Linked DNA regions of Rattus norvegicus: region 2 is linked to region 1. The links are chromatin contacts, called in public Hi-C maps. All regions are on one chromosome and are shown on one strand. The core of a region is the stretch at or near the end of the contact, and the rest is flanking DNA. Distances in the headings are between cores, read along the strand shown.

What was found. A called contact is a pair of places that touch in the nucleus more often than the background predicts.
Region 2: a Hi-C map of the A7r5 cell line shows a contact between it and region 1, with 3 times the contacts expected there. The contact joins two enhancer-like sites. A contact is called at or near these places in 12 of 12 Hi-C or Micro-C datasets (the A7r5 cell line, the Rat2 cell line, Schwann cells and 7 more) and 1 of 1 datasets of contacts at active chromatin or transcription factors (oligodendrocytes).

What each region holds. Positions count from the first base shown.
Region 1 is chr2:80,432,937-80,436,215 of GRCr8, reverse strand. All of the region lies in intron 1 of Trio (trio Rho guanine nucleotide exchange factor), which reads left to right. Among named protein-coding and RNA genes, the nearest start is that of Trio, 97 kb to the left of the region's middle. Within about 2 kb of position 1,460, at least 76 of the 93 cell types and tissues checked have an H3K27ac peak or open chromatin away from gene starts, as enhancers often do. A contact at or near this core is called in the A7r5 cell line, hepatocytes and kidney, where this site is marked.
Region 2 is chr2:80,670,916-80,674,194 of GRCr8, reverse strand. It overlaps a transcript of Dnah5 not described here. Among named protein-coding and RNA genes, the nearest start is that of Krt18l1, 32 kb to the right of the region's middle. Within about 2 kb of position 1,579, at least 23 of the 93 cell types and tissues checked have an H3K27ac peak or open chromatin away from gene starts, as enhancers often do. A contact at or near this core is called in the A7r5 cell line, hepatocytes and kidney, where this site is marked.

The DNA.
Region 1 (3,279 bases), core at 211-2,710:
ATTAAGTATATCAGACAACAAGAGAATGAGTCGCCTTAACTGCCTGGCCATTGTGAGCTTCAGAGTATGGTTAATTCTGTGATTTTTGGGGACCCCATTTGTAGACTGGCATTGAAATCTGCCAGCTTCAGGTGTTGTTTACCTAGGCTCAGTGACGGCTTGGGGTTTTTCTTTTTTATCCCACACAGTGGGATACAATGCGTAGTGACCCTGTGACCAGTATTAGGTCATTCCCATGTTGTGACGAAGGCCTGGGTGCTATGGGAGCTGAGTGGGTTATGAATCCAGCAGCAGGGTTCCTGGTGTGTGCACTGTGCCCCAGGAACAGGAATGATGGGAGTGGGGTTCTAGTGGTGTGCATAGGAGTTCAAAGGGCCAGGAGTTGAACATGTGGTTGGGGTTCTTTTATTTTTGCCTGGGGAGAGAATTAGTATTGGCAAGTGACATCACATCTGAAGGATTATGTCATGTCAGGGAGCTTATGTCTTATGTGAAGGCATCAGGAAGCCACAGAAGGGCATCATGGAAAACGGTTAGGGAGAAAGCAGTAGAAGGAGACGTGAGCTAGAAGCCAAGTTTGAGTGGTGGGGTCAGAAGGACTATTGACCAGTGATTAGGAGGCTGTAGACACAGCAAGGCCACCTGCGGGAACACTGACCAGGAAGATGGGACGGTGGAAGGCAAGGGAAGCCAGGCATGGCTATTTAAATGAATGAAATGCTTGATGTAATAATGGACCAGGATTTCTTTTAGCAATCAATCTTGGCTGGGCTGGAATCCATTCACATAACTCAGGGATCAGGTTTTGTCACTCTGGTTCAATTCCCTGGACTCTTCTGCAAAGCAGTCTTTGGATCAGGTTGGCTTTGCAGAACCATGTGTGTGCATGTGTGCATGAGTGAAATACACATATGTAATTAGGGTGGCATCTACTGTCTGGCTTTGTAGCACACATGCACACACAGAGAGACAGACAGAGACAGACAGGCAGACAGATAGAAGCACAGAGAGACAGAGGGGGCAGGTGTCTTATTTTGCATTACTTAGAGAAATACAGTTTCTCTGTATGCCTCCATGTCCGTCTGGGGATCAGAAGATTAAAGGTGCTCTTGGACCTGTTTCCTTTCTCATTTGTGAGACTAGAGGAAGTTGGAACCCCTTTTATAATGCCTTTTTGGACAACTGGCCTATTATATGCTATGAATTAACTTCCAGGGAACCATTAATGCCTCGTCAAAACATCAATAAAGTCTACAGATTTCTTCCTTTATTTTAAGGCTTGTGTAATACTCTAACCAGCCTTCCATCCTTTGGGCAGTTCAGCTTGTCCTGTGTATTTTGTGTAAGAAATTAAGAGCCAGAGCTCTCCGTTGGTGTTCCCTCGAGTGAGTACAGCCCATGCTCTTCTTCGGCTATTGTGGGCTGTCACTCCCGAGACAGGATGAGCCAGCCAATCAGGTGGTTAGTAAAGCAGTAGTGGTTATTACTAAAGATTAGGACCCGTTTTGTCGTGTACTGTTCATGTGCTAGTTTGTGAACATATCCACATTCCTGACATGGATGATTCATTTTCGTATCCAATCTGGGATCATATATTTTTATAAAAATGACATAAACATCAATTGATCGTGTTGGCTTTTTTTTTTTTAACATATTAGTATTAGGGGGAAAATGTAACCTTTGTTCTCTAACATTCTTACATAATTAAACACACTTACAGAAGAGTCCGACTCATTAAAGCACTTCCTTCCTGTGACTCTGATCTAGAGGTTTGCGAGGCTACCCCACCCCCACCCCCACACATTGTGCTAACACTGCCTCCCTGCACTAGAGCAGTATCCTGCAGGCTCTGCAGCGGAGCGGCTGGCTCAGACAGGGTGACGTCACCCTCTCTGCCAGCAGTGCGAGGGCGGGGCCACCGCGCAGATGTGGAGTTTTATCACCCTGCCCTTTGTGTTCCGGAGCTCCGCCAATTACCTAATGAGTAAAATTCAGTAATTACCACCGAGGCTCGTCAGTAAGAGAAGCTACCAGCTTACTGTTTAACATTTTTGCTGTGGTTGCTTTAGAATCCTGCCTTATTTATTAGTCTTATTTGTGGCATAACCTGTGCTTCTGTAAGCTTTGCTTCAGTCTTTCCCACAGGCGAATTTTCAGTTTAGTAGATGTAAGGTGGGGTAGCTGACAGGCTATGAGACCCGTGGGATGGCTGGGGAGCAGTTTCTGGGCGACATGGCAGACAATTCCGACAAGGCATACAGGCAACCTTATGAGGAGCTCTGTCTGCGGAGGGATAATTGGGCTTTTAGATAACCATGTTTTCCTAAAAGAAATAAAGTCAGCAAACAATTAGGTGAAATTCAAAATGATTAAAATCTGCTAGAGGCCCTGTGGATTACCAAAAAAGCCTTTTTAGCTTTTTTTTTTTTTTTTAAATATCTACTTACTTTATGCATGCAAGAACACTGAAGCTGTCTTCAGCCACTCCAGAAGAGGGCATCAGGTCTCATTACAGATGGTTGTGAGCCACCATGTGGTTGCTGGGAATTGAACTCAGGACCTCTGGCAGAGCAGTCAGTGCTCTTAACCGCTGAGCCACCTCTCTAGGTCCAAAAACTTACTCTTACCTCGGTTGATTAGTTCACCTTAGATTTCTGTGCACACCTCTGTGTGGAAAGTGCTGCTCGGCTAATGAGCTGGGGAGGTGCTCACACAGCCTGGAGAGATCCCATGGTGCTTCTGCTTCTGCCAGTGAGCAAGATGGAGGACTGCTTTTCCTTTTTTTGTTGGTTGATGTTGAAAATGGAATGCCACTGTGGTGAGGAATCGGTGAGCACCGTGGCCAGTTGGGAACGGCTCTGTTGGAGTGGCACTGCAGTGCCGACACAGGGTCTGAGGGCGGAAAGTGTGCACTTGATCTGACCACTGCTCTGGGTTGTTGACGTTCCAGCCCCCGATTCATCTAAAAGATTTCCCATTGTTAGAGACTACTGTGGGACATTCCCTCCCAGGGCCGAGAGGGTAATTTTCCCTCATACAGTTGTAATCATAGTATGATTGAAGGCTAAATAGCCAGAGCCGATCTTTTACAGACTGAAAATAGAAAGTCCTGGGGGACACTGGGCGTGGCTGCAGGGACAGACTCTGCCTGTTTGTTCGCTTCCACCGTACTCAGAGGTTTCAAGTACTCGAACCTGCTTCTGTCTGAAGCCAGTCCCCTGATTGAGAGGAAGGTGGAGATTATCGTTTGCTGCACAGTTTGCAGTTCATGAAAGAGAC
Region 2 (3,279 bases), core at 330-2,829, 240 kb before region 1:
GTAGGCCTTGTTTTGTATTTGTAAGTGAACAGACAGTGGGATACCCTATATCATCAATGCATCCCAGTCCATAACAGGATGTTCAGAAATGACCCACTAAGCCCACATGTTTCCAAGAGGAAAAATTTTCATTTTGTTCCAAAAGCCCAGGACCATACCCTGTGGTAGATGCTATCAGAAGACTCGGCACACGTTCCAGAGTCTCACCCTATTGGCCCTGCCTGGAAGCTGCTTCAAAAGAGCTGAGCCTTCATGTCTGACCTCAGGGCAGAGATGCTGCCCTGTGAGAATTTCATCACAACACTGTTACCAGGCTGGGGTAGCTCTCAGCTCCAGCTTTCACTGTTAAGCCAATGTAGAATATTAACTCTGCACAGATGCCTCACACAGGGTGTGACAAGTACCACACCATTCAAACCCCACCTCCTGAAGACTGTCTCACTGTAAGTCAGTCACAAACAGCAAGTGGGTCCATAACTGCTCCTTATTTATTTGAAAGGAAAATGAAGTAAAATGTCACTAATTTCCTAGTGAGCACGAGGAGTGCCAGAGCCATGAAGGAAATTTAAGGAAAGGGCTTATAAGAACACGTGTAGGCTGCAGACATGTGTCAGTGGGGAAAGTGCTGGCTGTGCAAGCTAGGGACGAGAATTCAGACCCCCGGTACCAGTGGAAAACTGAAGTGCAGAGGCTCACACCTATAAACCCAAATCCAGCAGCAGGAAGAGACAGCAAGAGCCTAGAGGCTCTCAGCCCAGCCTGCCTACGTGAACCATCACTGAGCCACTGGTTCCTTGAGAAACCCAGTCACAAAATATAAGATGGAGACTGATAGAGGAAAGACATCCCGCCCCACCCATCCCAGCCAATATGTGTGAATGCAAAGTAATCCTGCACACACACAGAGAAAGCACTTAATCTGTATGAAGGGAAAGAGGAAAGAGAGGCAATGAAATGAAGGAAGGAGAGAGAACGGGAAAGAGGAAAAATAAGATGACAAAAGCAAAAGGAGAAGGAAAGGAGGACAGAGTGGAGGAGGGAGGGGAAGGGAGGTGGAGGGAGGGGAAGGGAGGAGAAGAAGAGGAAGGGAGAGGAGGGAGGTGGAGGGGAGGGAAGGGAGAGGAGAGAGGTGGAGGGAGGGGAAGGGAGGGGAAGGGAGGGGAAAGGAGTTGAAGGGAGGGGAGGGAAGGGAAAGAAGGGAAGGAAGGGAAAGGAGGGAAAGGAGGGAAGGAAGGGAAAGGAGGGAGGGAAGGAGGAAGGGAGGGGAGAAAAAGAGAAAGGGAGAAAGGAATGGAGAAATTACTAAAACAGAAGGGAGGGGGGAAAGAAAATGAAGGAGAGAAGCACTCTTCTCCAGAGTGAGCCTGTTGTACCTTAAACACAGTAGGCACTTAACAAGTGTTTGCTAAATTGAACCGAAGTGCTCAAGTGTAGTTAATACCTTCCCTGTTCCACCCTCACTTTCTAAGTATTTTCTCTAGAGAGAAGTGAAAGCAAAAGAAAACAAGCGCTCAGTCAACTCTGTGCCCTTCACAGCACAGGTGGGGCGGGGCTGGAGGACGGGCCTGCCCTGGTTGGAGCAGACAAAAGGGGCCACAGGAGCTCTCCCGGCTGGTTCCCTGGAGGTGAAGCAATCCTGGAGATAAAAATAGCCTCGGCAGATGATTTACGCTCAAGTTCAGCCGCCGGATTGTATTCCTAAATAAAGTAACCTAGAGTTCTTCCACTCCTTTTTTTTTTTTTTTTTTTTTACCTGTTTGTTGAAGGCCAAATGCAAACAGCATAGAGGTCTAAATATACTCCGTTGGTGGCCCGGAGCCAGGCAAGAGCTAAGCATGACAAAATGGGAAAATGTAACAGGTGAGCTTCCGCCTGGAGGCTGAAAGCAGCCAAGATGCGCTTCTTCAAAATAGCCATGTTTGCAGGATCTTCTCTCTGAGGCCGGCTTCAAGAATTCCATTACCCAGATATGAGGGAGACAAGAGTACTGCTGCCCTCCTTGGGGAAGGTTAAGTTCTATGAGATCAGTTTTCAGCAACACGACACTGTGTGCATTATATTTTTACTTCGGTGTCTGTAACCACAGAAACACACCTTCTGCAGTATTGATGATACTGGGCTGCCAAAATCTTGTCCCTGTCAACCTCGGCTTAGGGTCAATGCTAACACTGAGCAGCATGGAGGGAATGATGCTGTGCAGCCACAAAAGCAACGAAACTGAGCCCTTCATGGTGCAGCGTGGGTAACAAAGCAACTGAGTCCTGCTTTTGTTTCTCCCTCCATGTTCTTCACACTGACCTGCAAACATTTCCCACCTACTACTTATGTAAACTAGGAGCTGCTTGCGTAGCCGGGAGACAAAGAATTGCAGACAGTATTTGCGAAGATGTGACCCATCGCATGTTTACCACAGGATACTCACATGCCATGTAAGTTTCTAGAAGGGACAGTCTGATTATTTGCTTTGTTTTTTAAGATGTAGTCCAAGGGCTGGTGAGAGGCTCAGCGATTAAGAATGCTGACTGCTCTTCCAGAGGTCCTGAGTTCAACGCCCAGCAACCACACAGTGGCTCACAACCATCTGTAATGGGATCAGATGCCCTTTTCTGGTGTGTCTGAAGACAGCAACAGTGTACTCACATACATAAAGTAAATAAATATTGAAGAAGAAGAAGAAGAAGAAGAAGAAGAAGAAGAAGAAGAAGAAGAAGAAGAAGGAGAAGGAGAAGGAGAAGGAGAAGGAGAAGGAGAAGGAGAAGGAGAAGGAGAAGGAGAAGGAGAAGAAGAAGAAGAAGAAGAAGAAGAAGAAGAAGAAGAAGAAGAAGAAGAAGAAGAAGAAGAAGAAGAAAAGAAGAAGAAGAAGAAGAAGAAGAAGAAGAAGAAGAAGAAGAAGAAGAAGAAGAAGAAGAAGAAGAAGAAGAAGAAGAAGAAGAAGAAGAAGAAGAAGAAGCAGCAGCAGCAGCCCAAACTGGCCAAAAACCTAAGCCCTTTTTGCCTCCTTTCCTAAACACCAATTAGGAAATGCAGATTACAGAAACATTGTTTTCTGTACTTTCTCTAGACACAAAACTGTATATACATGAATTTATTACAAAATAAAACAAACCGACAGGGTTTCTCTACAGAGTGCTGGCTGCCCGAGAACTATGTAGACCAAGAAGGCCTCAAACTCTTATAGATCCGCCTGTCTCTGCCTCCTGAATACAGGGATTAAAGGCATAAACCATTTCACCTGGCAATTTAAGTTTTTAAATAAAGAAAAAAATTAAAATCCTGCTT